4 separate regions of the Sus scrofa genome follow, and regions 1, 3 and 4 are each linked to region 2. The links are chromatin contacts, called in public Hi-C and targeted proximity ligation maps. All regions are on one chromosome and are shown on one strand. The core of a region is the stretch at or near the end of the contact, and the rest is flanking DNA. Distances in the headings are between cores, read along the strand shown.

Region 1 (6,497 bases), core at 595-3,094, 250 kb after region 2:
CCTCTGCCTCTCCCAGCACCTAAGCTTCACTCTCTGCTAAAAGCCCATCTCAGAGATCCCATCGTGGCGCAAACGTTAACCAATCCGACTAGGAACCATGAGGTTGCGGGTTCGATCCCTGGCCTCGCTCAGTGGGTTAAGGATCCGGCGTTGCCATGAGCTGTGGTGTAGGTCACAGATGTGCCTCGGATCCCGCGTTGCTGAGCCTGTGGTGTAGGCCGGCGGCTACAGCTCCGATTGGACCCCTAGCCTGGGAACCTCCATATGCCACAGGAAGCAGCCCTAGAAAAGGCAAAAAGACAAAAAATAAAATAAAATAAAAAATTAAAAAAAAACACAAAAGCCCATCTCAATGGTCCACTCGACCTGGAGGAAGCCTCTTTCAGCTACACCCCCTTTCCCCTGAATCCTGCAGCAGGCTGGTTCTCCTCTGATGGGCACCCATCGTAGCAGCAAAAGCTGCAAAGCCAAACGTTTCTTCATGATGCCCGCAGCACCGAAGCCTATCAAAGTCAGAGAAAGTGTTTTCTGAGGAGTCTAATCCTCCACAGCACTTAGACAGGGCCTCGAAAATTATCAGCATTCAATAAATATTTGTTACATGGAACGATTTGATTAATGAATAAAAGTGACATTTCCAAGATTCCACAGCAAGTAGGCAGCAGCAGCAAAAATAAAACCAGTGCTTCGTGATGGCAAAACACAGCTTGCACCGTCTCGCCATGAAACCATGAAAGTGTTTGCACTTGCCTGTGTGGAGGCTGTGAGCTCTGTTGTGTGTGCACACACACGTGCATGTCCTCACAACCCAGCAAGGAACCGTGAGATTTTTCACTATTTATTTAGTTTTGATTTTTTTTTTTCTTTTAGAAGTGTCCCCACAGCCCTAGCTGCTATTTGATATTCTCCCTCTTTGCTATTAAGATTTTTTAAACTGGAGCATTTCCTCTTTTTCCCTGGTCTTTTTTTTTTTTTTTCAAGGAAAGTTTAGGACAGCAGGAAAACTGCTGAGCTGAGACACAACGTAAAGCTGACGCTGCACATGCCTCATGGTTTTCTATTTTCATTCCGGCACGGTTGTGGCTGGAAACCAGCTTTTAGGATCCCTGGTGGACCCGTGTCCCTGGTGTTTCAAAACACTCCACTTTAGACACTATTCAGAGAGGTGTGAGGCCACTGACTCCGTTTCCTCATCTACATCACGTAGCTTTAGGGAAGTGACCAAAATAGGTGTTTGAGGAAAGGGGGGTGGAGAGGGGACAAGGGGAGTGTTCAGAGACGGGATTCCGCCCACCCACACACCCACACACCCACACCCACACCCACACACACACACACACACACACACACACACGTGGGGGCCTGTGGGGAATGTTCTGGGGGTGGGAGGCTGACTGCAAACACTGACTACATTTGTGCCTGTGACTTTTGTACACACACTGCATCACCACACACTTGAGGACACGTCTCTGAAAAATGCTGACACATGCGTTACAAGAATGTTATTTACTCTATGATGGTTTGGGTTCTGTTGCGGGTTTTGGGGGGGTTGGGGGTTTTTTGGTTTTTTTCTGTTTGTTTTTGTTTGTGTTTCAGGGCTGCACCTGCAGCATTGGGAAGTTCCCAGCTTAAGGGTCAAATCGGAGCTGCAGCTGCCGGTCTACGCCACAGCCAGAGCCACATCAACGCAGGATCTGAGCTGTGATGCAACCTACACCACAGCTCACGGCAACGCCAGATCCTTAACCCACTGAGCAGGGTCCCGCATCCTCATGGATACTAGTTGGGTTTGTTACCACTGAGCCACAATGGGAACTCCCTCTTGTGTTTTGTTTCAGATTTTCTTAGCTTTCTTCCTCAAATACAGTTGATGACTTATTTTCACATTTTTTTACTGCCAACAGGATGGATGGACACGAGTCATTTTGCTGGAAGGCGGAACTGCCTCCCTGTACCCAAGCTGCTCAAATCCTGCCTCTGGGAGCAAAGGCTGCTCACACATACTTCAGGGGACCAGGAAGAGCTCGAGCCAACCCTTAAATCCTGCCCATCACCCCACTCCACTGTCCCCGTCAAAGGGGCCACTTCTCAAAGAGCCAAGCCAACCCACAGGCTGGGAATAACTCTTTGATCTGGACAGAAACCCACATGCAAAGGAAGCAGAGACACTTTGTCCGCGGAGGGAGCCAGCTGCATCTAAGCACACCGCCTTTCCTGGTGGAGATTTATTTTTCCCAGCACGATGTTAAACCCACAGCTTCCAAGAGCAGGACACTGCTGTCAGGGCATCACAGCCCCTCGCTGCCGCCACGGCCACAGCCTCCTGAAGTCATCAAAGTCGCCTCCAGGCCTGACGACAGGGCAACCCCCCCCCCCGCCCCGTCTAGGGAGGCACAGTCTTCCCCTCCCTCCGCACATGACAACTCCGTTATTTCAAAGGCATTTTACCTGCTATAACTTTTCTCCTTAGAGTCTTTTAGAAGGAAATGGATCGGCTTCCACACAATGGGGAAAGAGCCACGGAATTGACAGGAGACAAGGGCTCAGATTTTGAACTGGCTTCTTAGAAGCCACATCCCTTTACTCAAGTCATGGTCTGAGTCGCAGTTTCAGAAAGCGGGGGGACGGGAACATCTTTTTCAGGGGGCAGAAAGCCAGGAGAAATTTAAATGAGATCATACAGAAAGTACCTAGCACATACTGAGTGCTTACTAAGCTTCACCCATAAAACAATGACCATGTTCCATTAACACCTGTTGAAGGGTGTGACCGTTCCATGAGAAAGGCCACCAGGAACACTGTGAACCCAATACGGTCTTTCTCAGAGAGGACTGGGTAGTAGCCAAAGTGACCGCCATCCGTGTAAAGGTATCAGACTGTAACTGCAACCGCTCCATACCATGACAGGTGTAACTGTAACTACACCAACCGGATGACACCAGAACTTTACAACGTACCTGTAAAGCTGTTACACGCATCGGTGTTAATTGCCACAGCATTTATAACAGAGAAACACCAGAAATACCATAAACGTTCACAAGAGTACGTCTGTGCCACGAGCTATGCTGCTGTTAAAAAACAGTCTGTTAGCGCTGACAAAAATCTGAGTGACATAGTGGTAAAGCTTTCATTAAAACTACAGAGAAATAGGTAAAGAATGCTACAATTCATTCACTCCCTAAACCAGGGCGTGGACGTACATAACTCTATAGAAAAAGGACTGGGCACATAATTTAACTGTAGAGCGTTCTTACCTAGGGTGGGGGTGGTTGATGCCAGCGCGGGATCCGGGAGATGGCCACGTAACTGTGTCGCCACATGAACCCTCTTAGCACACAAGTGGACTTTACGTTTTACTTACAAAATGAAAACAGTTTTTATTTGCATAATTAAAAACTAAGAACATATGCCACTCTCGATCCTCTAAATAACTCTGATTAAAGCCGAGGCTGGTTGATGAGTTTTGTGCTCCAGATGTCTCTGTTTTGTGACAGCCTCAGAAGGGGTCCCAAACAACCCACCACTCAATGTCCAAGCAGCAGAGAAGCCTGGTCTCCTCCACTAGCACAACAGCCTCTCCTTTATTTGAGGACTTGGGCCCAGCTCCTTCCTTCTCTGTGGTCAGTGACTTGGGGTCCTGTCTGGGCTCAGAAGGATGCTGTCCTGAAAAGACCCGACTTTGACTCCTGGCTCTGCCGGGGACCAACTGAGACTTTGCCTCGGTTTTCTCCTTTGTAAAATGGGGACGTGTCTACACTTTGCAGGGCTGTCAAGAGGATCAGACGACACACACTACGTGCTCAGCAAATGGCAGCTTTTATCATTACTACGATTAACCAGCAATTCCTGGACTCAGGATCAATTCTCATCTGGTAACTGAGAGCCTGTTATCTGATGATTTTGAAAGCTCTAATATTCTATGAACATGTGCTGAAGAAGAAAGTGGGCAAGCACATGCTGACAAGTGCAGCTGGGTGGCCGGGACCAAACTGCTCAGACGGCCACCTCAGCAGGGCCTGGGTAATGGTGGCACTTGTGTGACGGTTCCCACTCGGGGGAAGAGGAGGGGAGGGTAAAAGGCTTTTTCTCCAGCCCAGAAGACTTGGAATTTGGAGACGTCACAGACAGATAGACAGACACCTTCATATTCTTCTACTGCCAAATAAAAAAACATCCCCTAGTGCCTATTGTAGGCTGGGAACAGCTTACAAAATAGGAGACCTTCGTGCGACCTTCTCAAACACAGCCGTCGCTTTCCAGCCTCTCCTCTTTGGGGCAGAAGCTGAAGTCAAATTCCTCTCGAACCCAGGCATCACAATACCTCTGCACACCTAAGTCTATCCTTTGAGGCTCAGCAGAGCTTCCACTTCCCTTATTAACCTTCCCAAATTCTCCTCATTAAAAGTCATCTCTCAGAGGTCCGGTTGTGGCTCAGGGGAAATGAACCTGACTCGCATCCATGAGAACACAGGTTCGATCCCTGGCCTCGCTCAGTGGGTTAAGAATCTGGTGTTGCTGTGAGCTGTGGTTAGGCTGCAGATGTGGCTCGGATCTGGCGTTGCCGTGGCTGTGGTGTAGGCCAGTGGCTCCAATGTGACCCCTAGCCTGGGAACTTCCATATGCCATGGGTGCAGCCCTAAAAAGATTTTTAAAAACTGTCGTCTCTCTCTTGGGATTCACACAGACTTTGTTCTTCAACTCTATCAATTTCTACTGCATAGCACCTTTTGGTTTTGGTTTTGTACATTACCATTCTGTGTACCTGCTTTTCTTCCCTCACAGGGCCATAAACCCTCCTGGAAACCAAATCATGTATAATTGTCACCCTTCCACAAACATTTATTGAGCATCTAGCTAGATGATAAGTAATGCAAGGCCTTGGGATACATAAATAATAACGCCTCCGTTATCAAGGAGCCCACGGTCTAACGGGAAAGACGGGCGAGTGAAGAGTTTCAATAGCCAAGGCGCTACGGGAGCACAGGACGGGCCTCCCCAGCCTACCTGAGTAAGGGGATGGGGATAGGGTCCCAAAAGGCTTCCTTGCAGGGGAGGTCTCAGCTGAAGTGATCCCAGCAGAAAGGACAGGAAAGGACAAACCTGTATTAAAATCAATATACCTGTACTATGAAACTGGTAGCAGTCTCTCTTAAACATACACTAACCATGCAACCGAGCAATTGCTCTCGTAGGTATTTCTCCAAGAGCAGTGAGAACACAGGTGCACCAAAAAGACATGTCTGCAAATGCTCATAACCACCTTGCCCACAATATTCAAAGGAAACCACCCAAGTGTCTGTCGACGATGAACGAATACACATGCTGAGGGGTGGCCATCCCGTGGAAACGCTGGGCATCCGAGAGGAACAAACCACTGATACACAGGCGATGTGGTGGTCATCGCCCAGAGACACTCTGCAGAGCAAAAGAAGCCAGGCTCGAACGAGTACGTGAAATCTCGAAACAGGAGAAAATAATCTATGGTGACGGAAAGCAGATCAGTAAAAGCCTGGGCCTGGGGATCTTGACTCTAAAAGGGCATAAGAGAATTGAGACGGTGGGGGAGAAGGGAGCAAAAGGCATGTCCATCTTTTATTTATTTTTGCCTTTTCTAGGGCCGCACCCGTGGCATATGGAGGTTCCCAGGCCAGGGGTTGAATTGGAGCTGTAGCTGCCAACCTACACCAGAGCCACAGCAACACAGGATCCAGGCTGCGTCTGCGACCTACACCACAGCTCACGGCAACACCAGATCCTTAATCCACTGAGCAAGGCCAGGGATCAAACCTACGTCCTCATGGGTACTAGTCAGTTTCGTTAACCACTGAGCCACAGCAGGAACTCCAATATGTCTGTCTTTTAGATCTCGATTGCAGTGGCGGTGACAGAGATAAATACACATTATTAAAACTCATCAAAATATACCCTTAAAACGTGTGCACTTGTATCTGTGCAAATTATACTTCATCGTACTTCAATAACACTGATTTAAAATATATATGTTATATATATTTGTATTTATTATACAGATACTATTTATATGTATAATACATATATCACAGTATTTAAGAATACAGACTCTAAAAAAGTCAAATAAATAAAATTAAATTTAAGAGTTCCCGTCGTGGCTCAGTGGTTAACGAATCCGACTAGGAACCATGAGGTTGCGAGTTCAATCCCTGGCCTTGCTCAGTGGGTTAAGGATTCGGCATTGCCGTGAGCTGTGATGTAGGTTGCAGACATGGCTTGGATCCTGCGTTGCTGTGGCTCTGGTGTAGGCCAGCGGCTACAGCTCCGATTCGACCCCTGGGCTGGGAACCTCCATATGCCACAGGAGCAGCCCTAGCAAAGACCAAAAGACAAAAAATAAAAAAATAAAAAATAAAAATTAAAAAATTAAATTAAATTTAAAAGAACACAGGCTTGGAGCCAGACTGCCAGCTCTGTGGCATACTGGCTATGTAAGAGTTACCCAATATTCTTATTAGTATTAGCGT
Region 2 (6,555 bases), core at 1,040-3,539:
CTTCGTGACCCGAATGCTCTGTGTTCCGTGAGTGGCCTTTCTGTCATTTTACTTTTTTATTTTAAAACTCTGTATGTAAATGGCTGTATCAAATGATAGCTCCTCTTTTAAAATAACTCGTTATCATGCTGTGCAGTAAACATCAGCTTCTTTGCGGCTCTTTGCTGTGCGTTGTGCAGAAGGAGCTTTTCTGTTTGCCCCTGTGCGGCGGGACTAGACCAGTACCTGGCATTTACTGAGCGAGTGTTCAGTGATATTTGTGGGGGAGTGCATTTAAGTTACATTTAATTAATTTGCTTTTTTGGCAAGCTGTAAATCAAAAACGTCTCTCTCTCTCTCTTTTTTTTTTTTTTTTTTTTTGCCTTTTCTAGGGCTGCTCCCACAGCATATGGAAGTTCCCAGGCTAGGGGTCTAATCAGAGCTGTAGCCGCTGGCCTACACCACAGCCACAGCAACGTGGGATCTGAGCCGAGACTGTAAGCTACACGACAGCTCACGGCAACGCCAGATCCTTAACCCACTGAGCGAGGCCAGGGATCGAACCTGAAACCTCACGGTTCCTCCCAGTCAGATTCGTTAACCACTGCACCACGACAGGAACTCCCAAAAAAAGTCTCTTAATAAGGGTGCCTGTGTTCCTGTTTGGTACAATTTAGTTGATAGATGTAAAAAAAAATGGAACGCCTCACTCCTCCTTTCATAATATCTTGGCGGTTGACGTCCCCTCCCAGCCCCAACCCCTAACAAATATGTAACTGAAATGAAGGCAAGGTTCTGATGTGGGGCTTTAGGTTCAGTCTCGTCCTCCTGGGGTCTTTGGACTTTGAGTTAGTTGCCTGTCCCTCACCTGTCCCAGGTGCAGTCCTCGTGCCCAGGCCACCCGTGGTCCCCCGGTCCTTGCCACACCTTCCCCGATCAGTGCCAAGACCCTTTTCTTGGTTTCCTGTACCCAGATCACAAGAAGGTAGAGACTATTTTATGCCCCCTTCCCAACATTTCTTAGCAACACTTCAGAGACTTCAACACACAGTCAGAACCTCGGGGTTGACGAAGGGGTTAGTTCCAAATCCCACCAGAATAATCTCAGCCTAAAGGCAGCCCCTTTTCTTCTGAAGCAGCTACAGGCTCATGCTGTTTTCCGTGGTAGTCTGTCCTCAGATTCCCCAGCTCCTCACTGTTTCCCATCCATATCAGTTCTAATTTTTTTTCCACTCCAGTTCACCGCTGTCCCAGTTCCCATTGCTCTGACCTCGGTGGAGACAGAACAGCTGGTGGACATTCTGTTTGTCATAACCCTTCACATCCTCGTGTCAGAGGCGAGTGAGCAAAGGTTTTATAATTATTATAGTCATGGTTTTAGCTCCTACTGTGTGCCAGTCACCATAACAACACCACCACCAAGTCAGTTTGTCATGAGAACTTACAGGCATGTGTAAATTCTTTTGGGAAGTCATTATATACACACTGGATGATGCTTTGCTAACACGATTCATCTTCGTACCTGCAAGTCCCTATTCATCTTGGAGTTTTCTGAGGCAGCTCCTCTTACAGAAATGTCAGTCCTCATTGATGCCTTGAGAGAATCCCAACATTTTCTGCATCTAAATGGCATGGCGTGTCTCTCTTAACAAGAAGTGGTGTGAAATTGCTAGAAATGGCAGACACGTTTTTCAGCTTTGAAGATATGTCCACATGCGGCATTTGAGGGTCTCTTTTGGGAACCAGTTGGTGTGTCTGTTAGGGAGTAAACTGGAGAGCCTTTTAATGCCTTTCGAGCACCAAATGGGGCCTTAAGTCTCTCCATTGAGGTCGTTCGCACTTAAAAGTATAGGTCTAATCACAACTGGAGAATTAATGCCCCATATTTGCCTTTTGTTGATTCAGAATAAACCCTGACTGGAGGCAGCTTAAGCTAAAGGAGCCGGCCAAGACTGGCCTTCTCTCTTTACCGTGAGCCTTGGCTTGCTCGGCGGCAGAGAGGGTTGCTGTGCCTACCTGTTGTCTGTAGGAATGAGTGAGGGCCTGCCCCAAGGATATATTGTTGACACAGTGCACGGGTTCTCTTTCTGCCTCAATTTTCCCTTCATCTCCCCTCTACGGGGAAGCAGGGCCTGAGAATATTGTACATATTTCTTCCTTGACCTTTAAAAAAAATTTCAGCACATCAGCTCTTTTAAACCTTTGAGTGGAAAATGGCCATCATCTGGGATTCTGTGAGCCCAGCAGTGCCGTAAATCTAATTTTCTCTGCACGGTGATGCTTCGTCTGTCCAGCAGGTGGCAGGCGTTCCCCTGGCGTGTTCGGACTGCCGTCTAGACGCATTTGGACTGATGTATCCGTGAGGCCACTGGAACAGACAAGAAGGTACACACGAATGCTGGCCGTTACACAATCAAAACAACTTTGTCAGGCAAAGGAGGAGCTAGTGAGCATCTAGCACACGCTCATCTTTTCCAGCCACCAACGTCTCCTGTGTTCTGCTGCTTCTCTCCTGGGCTTTGGCACATCCTGCTTCCTTTGCCTGGAACTCTTCTCAGCAAACCTCAGCCACCGTCACGGGGGTACCGCTGCCAGGGCTCAGTTCAGCCATCACCACCTTCGGGAAGGTTTTCATCCTTGACAGCTCGTTCTGGGTTGAGTCACCGCAGCCTGCCGGCTCCTGGACCCTGTCACCCTTCAGTCCCCGGCTCCGAAGCTGCCTCCTCAAACTGGCCTCCCAGTCCACTTGCTACCCAGAGCTTCCCTAGAATCTCCAACGGTGTCGAGACAAGTGCTCCACGGCAAAGGCATGGCTGTGCCCCGCAGCACCGTGCGGCCTCCGGCACTCCTGTGTGGCACAAGTCAGTCTTGTCTGTGTCACCTCCTAGGTGGTAAACTTCACGACAACAAGAATCGTGTCGACTGGATCCACCGTCTTACCTTTGATGCTGGCCCATCATCACGGCTCAACGGATATTTGCTGAAAATGATCACACATTTTAATATCCACATAGGTACCAAGTACGGCCACAGTGACGTAAATAATTTTGGATTTGTTGGCGTGTTTGGTTTTGCTGTTTTAGGGATGCACGTGCAGTGTATGGAAGTTCCTAGGCTAGGGGTAGAATAGGAGCTGCAGCTGCCGGCCTACAGCCACAGCCACAGCCACAGCCACAGCATCACAGGATCCTTAACCAATGAGTGAGACCAGGGGTCGAACCTGCGTCCTCATGGATACTAGTTGGGTTTGTTCCCACTGAGCCACAGTGGGAACTCCTGTTTTGTGCTTTTTTGAAGAGTTCAGCGGAAGCAGAGGAAGGGGAATGGGAGCAGGGACCTGTTCTAGGCCTCCGTCCCCCACACCCCCTCCCCCTGCAACCGCACCTGTATGTTGAGTCAGCCAGGTGGGCTTTTGACAGCAGCAGCACTGAACGAATGGGTTTTAGGTTGGCCTGAATTCTCAAGTGGCTTTAGAATTAACGTCAGGCTTCATAGGAAGTTAAACGTGGTATGCAGAGCATGAGTTTGGGAGATGGCAGAACATTTGAGGAGGTAGAAAGTTGTGAGCGGCCATCTGGTGACCAAACAGATAACGGAGATATAAAAATAGGCAACAGGAGAATTAGACTGGGACAGTTATAGCAACGAGGCTGAAGGAAAACATTCAGAAAAAGACTCCAATTTGAACTCTTCTAAGGATGCGCTCTGGGTCTTGAGCCGCACAGGAGGCCTGTGGACCTGCGTTGTCAGAGGCCCCAGGATGAAGGCAGAAGCAGCCTTAGCCAGAGGCAAGAAGGACCCAGGTCACGTCCGTCTCTTTGAAGATCTCCATATATTATTTTTATTTTTTAAATTTTTCTTTCTTTTCAGGTCCACATCTGCAGTACATGGACGTTCCCGGGCCAGGGCTTCGAAGGAGAGCTGCAGCTGCCGGCCTGTATCACAGCTGCCGGCCTATACCACGGCCACAGCAACCCACACTGCAGCTCGCAATGCCAGATCCTTTAACCCACCGAGGGAGGCCAGGGATTCTTAACCCACTGAGCCACAACGGGAACTCCCCAATATATTATTTTTAGAAGAAAGACAAGATGACAAAGCAGGTTTATGGAAATGGTAAATTTTTAAATATTTCAGCAAACATGTTAACGTCTTTCACATGGAATGGACAATGTCACGGAAGTGCGAGCCACGTGAAACTGTTGCTCTTCCACTATTTTTTGACCTTGAAAAACACCTCCTCCGTAGAGTTCAACTTCAGAGAGCCTCGCCTGGAGACACGTCTGCAGTCTCAACGGGAGGCTCTCTCCCTTCGCCTAACGGTGAGGTTGGTCCACCCCGGCCCGTCCTGACTCCCCAGGACCGACTGGACGGCTCATCTGTGCGTGAACATGAACTCTCAACCTCCCAACCAGAGCGTCCCAAGCCCTCTGGCCCAGGGCTGAGGCTGACCGCCCGGCTGGAAGGACGCTCCGTGTTGGAGACAAGCCTGTGTACACCGAAGGCCAGGAGGTGTCTGACACACATCCGTGAGCCTCCAGGGCAAACGCTGGGGGCGTCTCTGTCCCTCAGTACGTCCCCAAGTCAAAGAAAATGCAGCAGTACCTACGGTAGTTTAAAAAAAAAGTGGGCTTTCAAAAATATTAACTGGCTCGTCTTCCCCCGCACCTCATCACCTCCTCGCTCTCCTCGGCTGGAGGTGGAGACGGATGGATTGCGCGCTCTCCCCACTAACGTCGTGAAAACCGAGCTGAACAGCACCTGTCTTTCCTCCCCACCAGCCCTCCCAAGCTTAGGCCCCCTCCTCTGTCCTTCGTCTCCCTGCTGGCTGGCTTCCTCGGCCTTCTTCCTTCGTCCCCGCCTCCTCCTGTGACCCCGGCTAAAGACACACCAAACCACTGGTAGTCATTGCAGAAGCCGTGGCATCCCCACCCCATAATCAGATCCTAAGCTGCTCTGTCCTGACCCCGAGAGGTCAGAGGTGTCCCTGGTGCTCCCAGGTAGCGAGGTGGTTGTGATCGGCACGGCAGGACGGAGATGCTTAAATTCTTCTCGCGCTCAGCACCACAACAGGGGTTGGAGCCAAATATGTCTCAACCGCACGGCCTTGGCCCTGAAGCGCTTGAGTTATGAAACGCCTTGTGCTGCGATGTTATCAGCCCGCAACTCTGTCCTTAACCCCATCAGTAAGAACGCCACCCACCGGGCTCTCTTCTTGTCTGTGCCCGCAGGTTTTCAGCAGTGTCTCCGCAGCATCTGAAATACTCACACGACTGTAGGCAGGACTCTCTGCTGGCAAGTCCCCCTTTCCTTCCCAGAAACCGTGTTTAATGGATCTAGGCAGGGCCTTGGCTGTGGCACGTGAGCCCCCTGGAGCCAATGCTTCCCGAGGGCACATTTCAGGGGTGACGGAGGCTTGAACTGGCAGCCGGCTTGCAGTAGGTGGAAACGTGGACACTGCATTCTTCCCAGGTGGAGTCACGTAGTTTCTCCAGCAGATGATGGAGTTGCACTGAGAATGAAAATATGGACTTGAGGTTTCTGGTTTTCCTCTGGATGCAAATCGGGGGACCCTCTCCGCATTGTCAAACCTCACCTCGTTGTGTCACCTCGTCCCGGGCGTCACCTCTGTATCCCGATGAGCTCGGTCCGGATCTACACGCCTGCCTTGGCCTTGAGCCACGTCTTGCTGATTTTCACATCCCAGCCTCGCTTCTTTCCCGCCCAGGGTCCGGCATCGCACTTTGCACAGAGCAAGCCCTCAGGGACTATTCGAGGAATCAGGTTCAAGGTGCTTTGCTCGAAGCTCTTTTCCTCCCACCCTCCTGTTAGCCAGTTTTATTTGGGGAACAGAGAAGTTAAAATATGAGAAAGATGGCTGTAGGTGACTCAAGTTAGGCTGTGTGTCAGGGTCTCAGCTGCTCCCTTTGTCGTTGGGAAGGGTGTGAAACACGGGGTGGTCCCCTGATGGTCACCTCAGCGTTTGGGTACCCTGCTTCCTCCCAAACACCCTCCACGGCCCCCCGGTGCAGGGCTCACATTTGACCAGGCGGGACCCCTCAAAATTCACTTCCAGATATTTGAAACTTTAAGGGAGGGGACTTGAGCTGAGTCCACTCAAAGACTGGAACCTTGAGGGAAGATTCAAGGGTTTAGGTCACTGGGACTTTGTTCCCACTTCATCTAGGGTCTGTCTGGTCCTTCCCCGCCTCCGATTTTTATATTTTTAATGTTTTTCTTATAGTTGATTTAGGGTATAGCTCCTCCAATTTACTTATGCTGCCCCCACATCCTTCCAGGAAATCCCTTTTGTGCTCAAGTCCGTTTCTGCTGCACATATTCCAAGGACAGGAACGAGTACAGTGACCAAAAAGGCCACTAAAAAGCCTACCTGGCTCTGAAGCCTGACCCTACCTTCTACCTACGGTGTGATCCAGCCCTGCTTGTGAACCGCACTCAACCTTGCACGCTCATCTTTACCTCACCAGCGGTTGAAGCCAGGGCTGGGACACGCACACTGAAGCATGGACAGAACCGTGCGATACAGACGCGGCCGAGGGAGTTCATCTGAGAGTG
Region 3 (6,472 bases), core at 369-2,868, 200 kb after region 2:
GCTCTGATTTGACCCCTAGCCTGGGAACCTCCATGTGTCTCAGGTGTGGCCCTAAAAGACAAAAAGACAAAAAAAAAAAAAAAAAAAGCTCGAGTGTCACAGCCGAGGCTAGGAATAGATTTTACCTCACAATGCAACATGTGCAAATTCTGACACGAGCCATTTGACTTTCAGGTTACGTAACTAACACGATACCCGTCATTTGTTTCTCAATAATGAAGAGACTGTAATTCTGTCAACACCATACACATAGTCAGCAAATTTAAACCCTGACAAATCAAGTCATACTACTGGGAACTAGTGAACGCAAAAGTGCCAGGAAGAGAGAGGGGACAATATCCATCCAGTTCCAAGCGAATAATTAAAACTGCTGCCCCATGTGACATTAGGAAACAGAAGGTCCTGCCTTAACATTTGGAAATACTGTCTTAACTTTTTATACCTGGTCTCATTTTTTATACGTAAAATGATTTTTTTTAAAAAGCCTCTAATCTCTGAATTTTACTCACTACATGAAACATGGAAGGCATAGCAGGAGCGCTTGTATTTAAAGAGAGCTTAAGAGTATTACAAAGGTTCAGCTTCCCAGGAAACTGGAGGAGGTACAAGCTACTCGTCTGTAATACGTCTCTAAAGAAATCTTCCAGGACTTCCCTCGGGAGTGCGGTGGGTTAGGAATCCAACTGCAGGGGCTTGGGTCACTGGAGAGGGGCGGGTTTGATCCTCAACCAGGCACAGCGGGTTAAAGGATCCCGCAGTGTTGCCAAGGCTGCAGCCAAGGTCGCAGCTATGGCTCAGAGTCAGTCCCTGACCCAGAGATTTCCATACGCTGCAGGTGCGGCCATCGAATTATTAAGAAAGAAAGGAAGGAAAGGAGGGAGGGAGGAAATGAAATTTTCTAATCCCGATTGAAGTACAGAGGCCCTAAAAGACATCAAGGTCAGGGAGTTCCTGTCGTGGCACAGCAGAGACAAATCCCACTAGGAACCATGAGGTCTGGGTTCAATCCCCGGCCTCACTCAGTGGGTTAAGGATTGGCGTTGCCAAGAGCTGTGGTGTAGGTTGCAGATGCGGCTCGGATCTGGTGTTGCTGTGGGTCTGGAGTAGGCCGGCGGCTACAGCTCTGATTAGACCCCTGGCCTGGGAACCTCCTGTGGCAGGTATAGCCCATCAAGGTCAGACAGCTTAAGCTGATTGACGATTCAGTGGCGTCCCAAATGCCTTGAAGTTCCAGTCACTAGTTCTCTACTTCTCATTGCCAGCAAAACTATTACAGTCTACATTGTGCCTCTCATCCTTTGGAGATCCCGCTATGAGCAGTGAGTAGAGCCAGAATGGGAAAAGCCGAAGGGGGGAGGGGCAGATTCGGTTATGAGTTTAAATATTCCAAAATTATCAGGATCTCATAGAAATAATTCATATTCTCTGCCATTCACGATGTTTGGCCAGAAATAAGAAATCTGACTCACGACGAATCTCCACCAAAATGTGGTACATCCATACACCGGACACCCATCAGAAGAATAAGGTGCCGACACCCACTACAACACAGGAGACTCTGAGCACAGTGTGGGAAGTGGAGAAGTCCAGACACAAAGGGTCACGTGCTGGACGGTTGCATTTACATGACTGTCCAGAGCAGGCGAATCCAGAGACGGGAAGTAGCTGCCAGAGGCTGGGGGAGGGCAGAATGGGACTGACTGGCACATGCGATGGCATGTCTTTCTGGACGGGCAAAAACGTTCTGGAACAAGATGGTGGTGAGGGCTGTGCCACACGGTGAGCGAGCAATGTCAGTGCACCGAGCACTTCGAAGTGGCAAACACGGTAAGCATCACGTTACGTGTTTCCACCAGAGGAACAAACTGTGATCTGAACCTTCAAACAAGATGAGCCTGACCAAGGCCCGAGTTTTAACTCTCATCTAGAAAGAGCTTCACGCGATACTGCAAGGAGCCCAGAGAACCTCAGAAGGCGCACGGTCCTCAGGACTCCAGGTCCCAGGTGCTCAAAGCCGAGGCACACGGCCAGCTGGCTTCAGGCAGGAACCGGGCTTCCTGCGCGTGGTTTTCATTTCTTCAGGCAGCATCAGGTCGGTACCTAAGATGTGCCAGGCAGCAGGCCCACCGCTGGCACCAGGAGCACGGGTGAGACGAGGCCTGTCTTTCCCCAGCGTGCTCGCCACGGTCCAGAGGGACGGCAGGCACGCAAGGGACGACGATGACAGGTGACACCAAGACTGAGAGGTGCCCAGGGTGTGCGGGGAGGGGAGGCGCCCAGAGCGGGGAGAGGCGAGAGCAGCTTGGGCTGGGCCCCCAAGCAGGACAAACCAGGACCTACGCTCCCCTGAAAGAAACTGGCAAAATCTGTCACCATGAAACCTTTTCCTGTTTCTCCCACTGCTTCCCCACCGTCTGAACCACGTGGATTGGCTGGTGGACCCCTCACCAGAGAGAGTCTCGAAACAAACAGCACAGCCAAGTGTAAACTGGACAGGAGGGGCACCAAGACCCCTTCGGACCCTGGAGGCGAGGGACTCCGTGACGTCATTTCCTGGGTATTTTCTTAAGACTCTCAGAATCACTCCACCCCTTCCTATTTCTTTTAGTCTCTAAAGAGCTTGGTGAAATTTGTTTTGAAGGGTCCATAGGTTTGGTGAACAACAGAGTAAAACCCCTGAGAGTGCTGCTCAACCGCAGTTATTTCTAAAGAAAAGGACACTAGAATAAGGCAAATGCTATTAGGAACACGAGGACGGTTCTTTCGCGTTTCATAAAGCGCTCAGAACACGGCTGCCGCAGGTTCAAGTCTCATCCGTCCGTGTCTTGGTTGCGGGAGTCCGTGGGAGCCTGCTGTCCTTTGCTTATAAGCCTAGATTCTAAAATTAGACCTAGCTTTGAACAAGCCATTATTCTTCCTAAGATTAAATTAAATCTCCTCTAACCTTAAAAGAGATCAGAGCAATCACACAGGATACTTGAGAAGGTGAAGTAATTTATATTTATGATAAATATCATTCTCTGTACCCTCTAACACGTGAGGACAATTTTATTATTCTCTCAGAGAAAGACGATCAAAACTTAAATTCCTCAGACCATTATCAGTGGCTAATGCTCTGAAATCACTTGGTTTTTAAAATAGAAAACGCTGATAAAGTCAAAGTCACCATGGGATTCCACATCCTTAAGCAAATAAACTTTTCAACCAGAGTTAACAAGTAGCTAAACGCTCTGATTTTTGTTTCTTTTTCTATTAATTATCCACTTACCATGGCAGGTTCCTGGTCAGCCCTGAGAAATAAAGCCTGATGCACAAAACGGATACTGTCCCTTTTATGACAGTGAATGACCAGATGTTTCCTGGGAAGGAGAGGGTCTCAAAGGAGCCTCAAGCCAAACTTACTAATAATAATGCCTTAGCAGCTTAGGGACTGCCCTCTGATTAATACTTTCCGGCTCAAAAGGGGACCCATCGAGTGAGAGATGACTAATCAGCACTGCATAATAACTGACAGCACACACCCTTGCACCAAACTCCCTGTGTTCGCTTCTAGCTCCACTAAGTTCTTCGCTGTGTGACCTTGGGCAAACTGTTTGACCTCTCTGTGCAGCAGTTTCTTCAACTTGAAAAACAATAAAGTGCGTAGGTTTTAGCACTAGTATGAAGAGCACATACGCTAATGCTTGTAAAGCGGTAGTAACATGCTTACCCCGTAGTTAAAAATTAGCTATTAGCTACAGGCAGGTCCTCAACGAATCTCAGGAACTTTGCACAGTCCTCACCTGAGGACTTTTCCCGTGAAGATGGATCTCCCAGGCCTTCTCAAGCCCTTTCTCTCTTGTAACGTGCTCTCCATTCATCACCCTGGAACCCACTCCTACCAGCGCTGTTTGCGAATGGGGCACGCTGCTATACCGTGGTTTGGAAATTCTCAAACTACAGGCACCTACATGCAAACTCAGCAAATGAGACCTCTCAAGTCTGTTTAGAAAGAAGGAGAGCTCTGTATGAACAGACAACTTAGCTACGGCTTCATACTTTTGCCTGGGATCAATTTTGCTCACCTCACAGAAAAAAATGCCACAGTCTTTAAGAAGGCTTCGTATCCCTGGTGCCCCAGAGAAAGAAGGAAGCACTTCTCAGTGAACACCCTGACCCCATCCCACTGACCCTTCTCACAGCATCCAGCACCTGCTGACTTGCATTATGTTAACTCTGCCCATACAAACTCCACACAAACGATCTTAGAGGAGCAAGTGGCACCTGTCTTCTTATCACCTTAGAGCCTAGTCCAATACCTGGCACCTCGAAGGCACCACATAATAGTTAATAATGAATGAGTCATCCACCGAGTGGGCCCATAAACATATTTCAGGGCATAATTTGATTTCTCCCGAGATCTGCGTTTTCTTCCACGTTGGCCACTGTCTCCTGGAATCCAATCCTTTGGGTCATTCTGCCTTCCTTCCCAAGTTCCAGGCAGTCTGACCTGGTGGTTCAGAGCCGTGACTCAGGCCCAGCTGGAATCTCCACTCCCCACTTACCAGCCTTGGGGCCTTGAGCACGTTAAGACTCTCTGGGCATCGGTTTCATCAACTGTAACCGCGGGATAACACCTGTGCTTGTCGCATGAGAGGTCAGCGATTAGACGGGTGCTGTGTGTAGAACACTTAGAAGAGTGACGGGCACCCAGGCAGGGCCCTCGAGTGTGGGTTATTGTCACCTCCGCCCTCTAAAACCATGGCGACGTTTCCCCATTCCCTGGGTTCCGCGGAAGGATGGTTTTGTCTACACTACCCTCCGCTGGAGTTGAAAGTCAGAACCGTTTTTCTCACAGTTCCTTGGCCATCAGGGGGCTGGCGACCTGAGCTCCCCCCCGACCCCCGCTCGTCCTCCAGCAGCTGCTCCTCACGGGGCACGCGCAAGCCCCGCTAAGCTGCCCCTTTGCCATCACTTTCTTCCCCGCTTGGCAATCCTATCAAGTTTATCGGCGGTTCTCCCAAAGCTCGGGCTCGCATCATTGCCACGACCAACACGGCTCCCTGAACGTTGGCTTCAGCCCGACCGGGAGAAGGCCAGGGGAGCCGTGTGTTTTGAAACACGACATGCCCTGCATGAGATGTCCCGTTTCCACGTATTTGTTCACGCTGACACAGACCCGCCACTCGCGGGCGTGCTGCAAGCTTGGTGAAGAGTTCCACCAGAGGCACCACCACAGAGGCTGAGACAGCTGCAAAGGTTTCTGCTCCCCGGGAGATGGAGTTTCACGGAAGGCTAAGAATCTCCACAGCAACCAGACTACAAAAACAGTCCGTGGGCTTCGGCCCCGTAACTCTGGTAAAGCAATTTGCACTCCGTGAAAAGGCTGGGGCACAGGAGTTGAAAAATGATCAAAGCAAACACTGCTCTCCGAGCACCATTTTGTCGTGCTGATTTCAAGGCATCAAGGCGCAGCATCAGAGTTCTGTTCTGAAAGATGCACATCAAGTACCAGGGATTTGCTAGGCTGGACTCACTGCCCTGGTGCGAAGGTCTAGAGATAAGTTCACTGCACATTTTCCAAAACAACCATTTCAAATTTGCTCTCAGAGCAGCCCAGGGTAAAAATGTATGCCACTATATCAAGTTTCCCTGCCCATGCTACAACAGCTGTTGGTCCTAACCCTGGATTTAAAAGAGAGAGAGAGAAGGTGGTTTTTCTGATAAAATGGTAAATCGAGGGAGTTCCCGTTATGGTGCAGCGGAAACCAATCTGATAGTGTCCATGAGGATGCAGGTTCCATCCCTGGCCTCGCTCAGTGGGTTAAGTTAAGGAACTGGCATTGCCGTGAGCTGTGGTGTGGGTCGCAGATGCAGCTGGGATCCCGTGTTGCTGTGGCTGTGGTGTAGGCTAGCTGCTACAGCTCCAATTCGACCCCTAGCCTGGGAACTTCCATGTGCTGCAGGTGCAGCCTAAAAAGACCAAAAAAAAGAAAAAAAAAAAAAGATAGACTTTATTCCATACTGACCTTCCCTAGACTAATAGCTATAAACTTAAGAAAAATTATCTAAACCTTATTTAACACTAAGTGAGAAAATGAGCTCGTGTCTCTGATCTACCGTCACCAATCTATACGCTGTAACTTAAACAGCAAAGTTGATACCTATACGACACAGAAACAGCAACTATATAAAGTATAGCAACTTAGAAACTAATTTCTTCATGGATTTATCAAAACCTTCAATTTTTATCAACATCATTCCAGTTAATTCTTAACTATGCTTCCTACGGCTTTAATATACAAAACATCTTTATCTTAAAGACAGTCAAGGTGATACGCCTGAGTAGCCTTGGAGCATCCTAAAAGTTAGGTAAGAAAAAAACATAATTGCCACTCGCAAGACTGACAGAAGGAATCCTCAGAACTGCAATTACATTGGCAGCATGCCATGCATTAATTAAAAGAAAAGAAAAGAAAAGAAAGAAACCACT
Region 4 (7,204 bases), core at 2,423-4,922, 130 kb after region 2:
AGCTTGCTGGACATGTCTCAGAGTACATGTCTGTCCATCCCACATCTGCAAGGCCCTGAAGGAAGAGGCAAGTCCACTGGCTCCTCCCCAGTGCCCCACAGGCTCCCTGAGCCTGGCTGCCCTCTGTCTCGGGGCTGGTGCAGGTTCTCTACTCAGGCCAGAATGTTTCCACATGGGGACAGGGGGTAAGAGGCAAGGAGAAAGGCACAGGAGCCCTTTTAGGAGTGGAAGAGCATAACTGGAAGACAAAGGGCTTTGTTTTTACCATTTTTTTTTAGGACCGCACCCGCGGCATATGGAGATTCCCAGGCTAGGGGTCGAATGGGAGCTGCACCTGCCGGCCTCCGCCAGAGCCACAGCAATGCAGGATCCGAGCCGCGTCTGTGACCTACCGCACAGCTCACGGCAACGCCAGATCCTTAATCCACTGAGCGAGGCCAGGGATGGAACGCAAATCCTCATGGATACTAGTTGGGTTCTTAACCGTTGAGCCACAACGGGAACTCCCATTTTACCATTTTTACCTATTTATAATGTATGAGGATATATTTTGAAAATGTAAGTAACTTTCTATAAAGACAAGAGAATTTTAAGTTTATCAGAAAGGACACGGGATGGGTTTTTAAAAGGTCAAGAACTTGTGGTGTACGCCACTGATGGGGGCTGCTAGTGGACAGCGCTCAGCACCTTTGGCACATAAGGTGCTGAAAGTTAAGAAAATCTTGCCTCCCTCTTTTACTTCCTGCCAGTGATGTGTCTGTTCTGAAGCCTTTAGCTTTCGCTCGCTGTTTCCAGTTTGTCTACATTAGCTTTCTTTAATTAACCACAAAATAGCTTCATTAGGAGCGAAACGTCTGCACCACCTCAATGCAATGAACACAAACCTTCCTTTCCTAAAACTGCTCAAAGGAAATTAAATTCTCACAAAACCCCGTTTGTGCCAAAGGCAGAGATGTGAAGCGAGTGGGGATGAAGTCCCTTTTCCCGCATCCCTTCACCCGTGCCGCCGAACACCAAGCAGCCACCCAGTGCGGCGGAGACACGGGGTGCAGCCACTCCAACGCCGCGGCCACACTAACCTGTGTGAGAGTAGATGTACCACAAGGCCCCCGTCAGCAGAGCTCCGATCACAAACGCTGCGAACGCGATGCCCATCACGGTGAGTGTGTCCAGACCATGAAAAATCGCTGCAACGAAGAGAAACCAAGGCACGCTCTGAGTCCGTCGGCATCACACCCCGCGACCCGACATTTCATTCACAAGGAAGTCAGAAAGGATGAGAAGTGACTCATAAAACAGGAGGAGGACATGTTAAAGTCACTGTGTGTGTAGTTTGCAGATACTTTCGCAAAAGAAAAATGAAACTCTCAGATTTCCAAGAGATCCCCAAGTCTGAAATTTATTTCGAGCCACAGACTTATTAAAACACGTGTCGCCGCTGTAAAAATCCCAAGTCTGTGGTCCTCCATCTGAGGACCTACCATCTGAATGAAAAAGCAGCTTGCAAATTCAGAGGTTAAGCTGCTTAGAGGAGTTCCCGTCGCGGCTCGTGGCTCACGGAAACGAATCTGACTGGCATCCATGAGGACACATGTTCGATTCCTGGCCTCGTTCAGTGGGTTAAGGATCCGGCACTGCCGTGAGCTGTAGTGTAGGTCGAAGATGTGGCTCAGATCTGGCGTTGCTGTGGCTCTGGCAAGGCTGGCAGCTACAGCTCCGATTAGATCCCTAGCCTGGGACCCTCCATATGCACAGGTGCGCCCTAAAAAGACCAAAAACAAAAACAAAACCACCTTAGGAAAATAAGGAGAATTTTCAAGATCAAAATGTGATTCATTGCTTCTTCTTCATGGAACACCTCCAACCGTGAGGCGCTACAGAAAAAACACGGTTCAAATTCTTTGCAAACCTACTTTCGTGCACATTTAAAAGGATGACAGACAACAGGAAGGAAGACGGTGAGAAGGAGAGAACAGCACATAAGGATCGAGCGTTCCTACGAATCATCACGTGTCACCCATCTCCTCACATTCAATCCTCCATCTCGACAGCCACCTATTGTGTCACAAGCTGCTTTTTAACACTTTTTTTTTTCCAACCCTGCTCTTGCTAGGAGGAGAACGGAAATATTTCTCAGTGGGGAGCGATGTCAATTTTATGGTCAGCAAAACATAAATAGAACCAATTGTTCCTCCATTTGGCAAAGGTTTTTGCATGTGAAATTAATTCCAGGCACAGAAATAAAACATTTCCTTTCGTTTAAGAGAGCTACTTTCTTTGAATCACTTATAAAAAGGAAAAACCCGTTTCCAAGGGAGCGAGGTTCTCGGGGGAGTAGAATTTCTAAGGTCTCTCTCTCCCGTCAGGGAAATGGGGGGGCAGCATCTCCGTTGTTTCCACCCTGTGTCTGCGTCCTCTCCGCTCATCGGAGGGGCTCCAGCTGATCTCTCGGCGAACGCCATCCCTCTGCCTCTCAGCTCTGCGTGGAGGACCCAGCTGGAGACAAGTCTGAGCCCCGAGCAGCGCCAGCGCTCAGAGGCTCTCCTTCGGGAAAGGAGGATTCGGAGAAGATTCTGGGGGATCCACATCCCCAAGTTCTGGTCCCTACGCTTCCAGCCCCGTGCCCTCTGGTGTTCATTTGACTTCTAGCAAAAGGGACAGCCCTGTTGCACCTGCTGCATCCAAAAGGCGTTGGAGTCTTCAGAGGGAGGAAGCTTGGGAAGACTCCACGGAGGTGAAGATGACCCAAGCCTTCCGTCTCATTTAATCGAGTCTGCAGGACAGGGATTAAAAGAGGACTTGTCTTCCCAGTCTACAGGCACAGAAGTGGGTCATGATGACAAGTTTCTGGGGAAGACTTTCTAAATGTCTGCAGACGCAGGTGTCAACCCCGAGACTCGGATTGGCGACTACGGAAGAAGGTGCCCTCAGGCATCTCTTTCAGGGTTCACAAGACCGCCCCATGATACTGCGGAAGAATATACTTCAGAGAATGGGTGATGAGGCACTCAGCATGAAGGAACTCTCCAGACTGCCCACTATGTGTACGGGATGGGGTCAGCCATGGAGACTAATCCGGAAAGTCCTAGAGAAGAAAAAAAACGAGGCAACATTATCTGGAAGAGCTCTGGGCGTGCAGCCAGAAAGCCCAGATTCTAGCCCTGCCTCAGGGCCAGTCATAACCATAGGGAAATCACTTCAGTACTTCTGGGTCAGAGTGCTCTTCTGCGGAGAGAAATGAACCTGGCCCAGATCATCTCCAGCGTATCATTTTGTTGCAGCTGGTCGCTCCTTTGGTCTTAGAAGCCCTCTCTCCACACCCCTGGGACTCGTGGTTGTCTTAAGGTATAGCCACGGGCTCCGTTAGCCTCTCCTCCGAGCAGCTAGAAATCCTTAATGACACAAAGCGCAACAGTCCCATGGCTCTGTGTAATGCATTCAGGTCGCAACCCATGTAAGGATGGCCCATCATGACCTTGTCTCTCTAAGACTAAGAAATTCACTCCCTTCCCATGAAGGTGACACACAGCCATGGGTCCACACGTGCTCATCTTTAAAAATGGCAAAGGTAGAGAGGAGAAAAGAAGAACGAAGGAAGGTTAGAGGAAGGGAGAAAGAAAGGAGGAGGAAAAAAAGGGGGGGAGTGAGAGAGAATGAGAGCAGAAGTCTCCTTATCAAACCTCCAAGTCTGGCGAACGTTCCATAACCAACTCATTCTTATGAAAGCCCAGGAGGCTTTATTTCGAAACAGTTGCATAAAGACTTACGTGGAGAAATTGGATTCGATTCCTTCGTGCTTGGACCTGTTTCTGAAACAAAAACATAAATCACGATGCGTTCTGATTTTTTTTCAAAGGAACTGAGTTTTTAAGTAAAAGGTTATCCACATTGCAGCAGAGGCTGACACTCCTCGGTTGGTAAGACTTCTGTTTGTTAGGAATACTCAGTGGTCATCTTTGGATATAAAGACTGCACCAGGGAGGACTCAGAAATTTTAAGCCCTGTCCTTGGTTTCTCCAGCTTGATTTCTGAAGGCAAATGCCTCAACCTAAGGCATCGGAGTCTGGTAATTCGTGCATGGGGACATGCCTTTATATTGATTTACAAAAGGGTCCCCTACCTTGAAATACTGTGTTTCCCCAGTGTTTTCAATATTACTCCACTTTCAAAAAAGTCTTATGTGAAGGCACCCGAGGGCTCTAAGTGTCTTCATTCTCCCACCGCCGTGCTGTCGTGCGCTGGTTCGGCTTCTCGCGGCACATCTGCACCCTCACAGCCTTTTCTGCCTGGTGTCCTTTCTCCACTACTGCTGACTTTTCCGAGCCCAGAGCTGACTATGCTGCTGCCCAGATTAAACCGCTCAATGACTTCCCTTCATTTATGGGGAAAAAGTCCAGCTCGAGCCCGCACCCAGGTCTGCCTCCCTCTGCCCACCGCTCTCCAGCCACCCTTGCTATTGGCTTCCTCGCCCAGGCCGGGCTCCTCATGGTGAAGTCCCCCCACTGTCCAAGCAGTTCCATGTCCTTGCAAGTTCCAAGCCACCCCCGAGACCTGCTCCATTGGCATTTTCCCGGGGAGGGCATCTCTGGCGCTCCCATCACCCCACCTGGTGCCACCCAGCAGGGCAAGTCTCCCCAGTTCTGCTGGCGCCCTCCCTCTCTGTTAGAGATGCACCTTCATCTAGCGTCACACCGGGATTCTCTCGCTTCTTTCTCATTTGCGTGGCCTCAGGACTCAGCCTGGCACAGAACAGCCTTCCCAGAAATGCAGGGTGAAGGAGGATTAGACTGATGCACTTTTTGAACATGGAGGCAGCGGAGGAAGTTTGGAATGAGACAGTATGAAAATGCCTGCGTGCTTTCCATTTCTACATAAAGCTTTTGTGCTCAGACAGTGGGCTTGATCTCATCTGAGCTTTCAGCCACCCCCGCGGGAGGCAGGGCAAGAAGCCTTATCACCATTTTACAAACGAGCAGCTTGAGACCGTTGTGGGACTTAGCCCAAGGTCACAGCTGGGAAGCATCAGGGCGGGCCTGACCCAAGATTCCAGATTCTGCCTCGAAACTGGCTGGGAGTGTCATTCTGTCCTTAGCTGGGGAAGCGCCAGTGGAGAAGCACCTTGGGCACAGCTACGTGCCACGGGCCACCCTCAACGCTGAGAACGTCACAGACCAGGGGGAGCAGGGCATTGCCTACCACTTAGTTCTGTATAAGTGAACTACAGATAACTTCTATATTTTTAAGTCACTGAAAAAAATCAAAATACTATTATTATTTTGCTTTTTAGGGCCACACTTGCAGCACATGGAGGTTCCCAGGCTAGGGGTCAAATCGGAGCTACAGCTGCTGGTCTACACCGCAGCCACAGCCATGAGGGATCTGAGCCGCACGACCTACATCACAGCTCATGGCAACACCAGATCCTTAACCCACTAAGCGAGGCCACGGAATGAACCCACGTCTTCATAGATCCTAGTTGGGTTCATTAACCACTGAGCCACAAAGAGAACTCCTAAAATAATATTTTATGACATGCGAAAATTATAAGAAATTCAAATCAATTCCGTAAGTAAAACTTTATTTGAACATGACGACACTCCTTCTATATCCTCCATGGCTGCTTTCATTCTGCAGCAGCAGCTACATCGCTGAGGCAGGGACTCCATAAGCCACACACTGAAAATATTCACCATCGGGCCCTTTATAGAAAGAGCGTGCTGAGCCCTGGCACAGCCCCTGCCCTGCTCTGGAGAGTTTAAAAGTGATAAGTGTTTAGTGTCTCTTTTCATCTCCGTTTTCCTTCAGTAAAGAAGGAACACACACCTTGTGCTGGAACCCACAGTGAAGCAAAAGGACTTTGTGAGAAACTGACCCCAAACTTGCAGCATTTGAATGGACGTTTGTAAAACTAAAGAAGCCGGATGGGATTGGAAATCTCAGCATGAACCGTGTCAGCTAGTTGATAACGTTCCTGCAGCATGAGGTAGCAGGTCTAGTTCTAGGGGAAGGAATGCCAGCAGAGGAATCACAGCCACGCCAATTGAATGGCGCCCCCTGGAGTTGTGCGGCGTGGTGGCCCTGGGATTAGGAGATACCTGAAAGTGAGACTTAGATCAGATGACTAAGAAAGCTAAAATGATTGTGTGTTTTTAAGAAAGTCTCTTTCAGAATGCAGAACGCACACCAACTACACAACACACACGAGAGACTGCCTCGTTGGCAGCAAGAAAGTGACAACAGGGACGCCTTACACTTGCACAGTCGTACAGTGTTTTACAATCGACAAAAGCTTCCCTTACATTTTCTCATTTTAAACTCCCAAGAGTCCTATGAAGGAGGGGTCTCTAGCCACAAAATGCTCCTCTTTTCAAGAAGTAGTGGTTTGATAGGCTGAACTAAGTTCAAAGGCACTTAAAGGTCTCTCTAGCGTTCCTCATGCGAGAAATACACACACTTGTGGGAAGCGTTCCATCCAAACAAGCACCCAGAGCTAAACCCTGGCACTCAGAACCCCCAAGGCTTTTAAATAATGCCCCCCCCCCAGAAGACCGCACATATGTATGAAGGTAGGTTTTACAGCAAGGCCTCTGTGATAGACGGAATTGTTTTAAAATTCCTAATGGCTTCACGTGATGACCTAATCCTCTTACCCCACCCCAAAGAGGGGCCTTCTCCCAGGCCTCAGCAGAACCAGTTCTTGCATATTTCCCCAGGGCTGAGGTTCCTCCGTGATCTCTGTGCAGCAACAATAACAAGCACAAGCTGCAGAACCGAGGTTAACGGATTTTATCCTCTAGCAGTTGCGTTCCAAAATTCCCAATAACCCGAGTAGAACGAAAATAGTTGGATCCCCACCGGAACCCTCTAATCGAGCTGGCATGCCGAGAGGAAAAGAGTGGACAGCGCGATATTTACTTTTGGTTTAGGGTAAGACGGTAAGGAAGGAATCCTAGCTGTGGCTGTAAAGAGAATTTTAACAATAAAGATTTCTTTACAGAAAGAACAAACCATCACCAGCACGCTGAGTTCAATCTTTTCCTATACGCCGAGCAAACTTCGGTCTCTGCCTCTAGAACCAAGGTTCCCCTCCTGTGATCGTCAGGCGTGGTTTTCCTAAAGGTTTATTCTGGGGTTGTGCACGAGGAACGGACCTCAGCTTCTGGCCTCCAGCTTTCAATTCCGTTCTCCTGAGCATGGCAGGATT

The links. A called contact is a pair of places that touch in the nucleus more often than the background predicts.
Region 1: a contact with region 2 is called in a targeted proximity ligation map of alveolar macrophages. A contact is called at or near these places in 1 of 47 Hi-C or Micro-C datasets (embryonic fibroblasts) and 1 of 2 datasets of targeted methods (alveolar macrophages).
Region 3: a contact with region 2 is called in a targeted proximity ligation map of alveolar macrophages. A contact is called at or near these places in 2 of 47 Hi-C or Micro-C datasets (epiblast stem cells and fetal skeletal muscle) and 2 of 2 datasets of targeted methods (alveolar macrophages and skeletal muscle).
Region 4: a contact with region 2 is called in a Hi-C map of mesenteric adipose tissue, with 2.1 times the contacts expected there. A contact is called at or near these places in 5 of 47 Hi-C or Micro-C datasets (heart right ventricle, mesenteric adipose tissue, omental adipose tissue and 2 more) and 1 of 2 datasets of targeted methods (skeletal muscle).

The regions. Positions count from the first base shown.
Region 1 is chr4:125,168,753-125,175,249 of Sscrofa11.1, reverse strand. The region is part of intron 1 of TGFBR3 (transforming growth factor, beta receptor III); the gene reads right to left. Among named protein-coding and RNA genes, the nearest start is that of TGFBR3, 34 kb to the right of the region's middle.
Region 2 is chr4:125,422,740-125,429,294 of Sscrofa11.1, reverse strand. No RefSeq gene overlaps it. Among named protein-coding and RNA genes, the nearest start is that of CDC7, 33 kb to the left of the region's middle.
Region 3 is chr4:125,220,442-125,226,913 of Sscrofa11.1, reverse strand. All of the region lies in intron 2 of TGFBR3 (transforming growth factor, beta receptor III), which reads right to left. Among named protein-coding and RNA genes, the nearest start is that of TGFBR3, 86 kb to the right of the region's middle.
Region 4 is chr4:125,291,504-125,298,707 of Sscrofa11.1, reverse strand. TGFBR3 (transforming growth factor, beta receptor III) reads right to left here. Exons shown (of 18, transcript NM_214272.1): 16 at 3,768-3,803; 17 at 1,080-1,187. Among named protein-coding and RNA genes, the nearest start is that of TGFBR3, 160 kb to the right of the region's middle.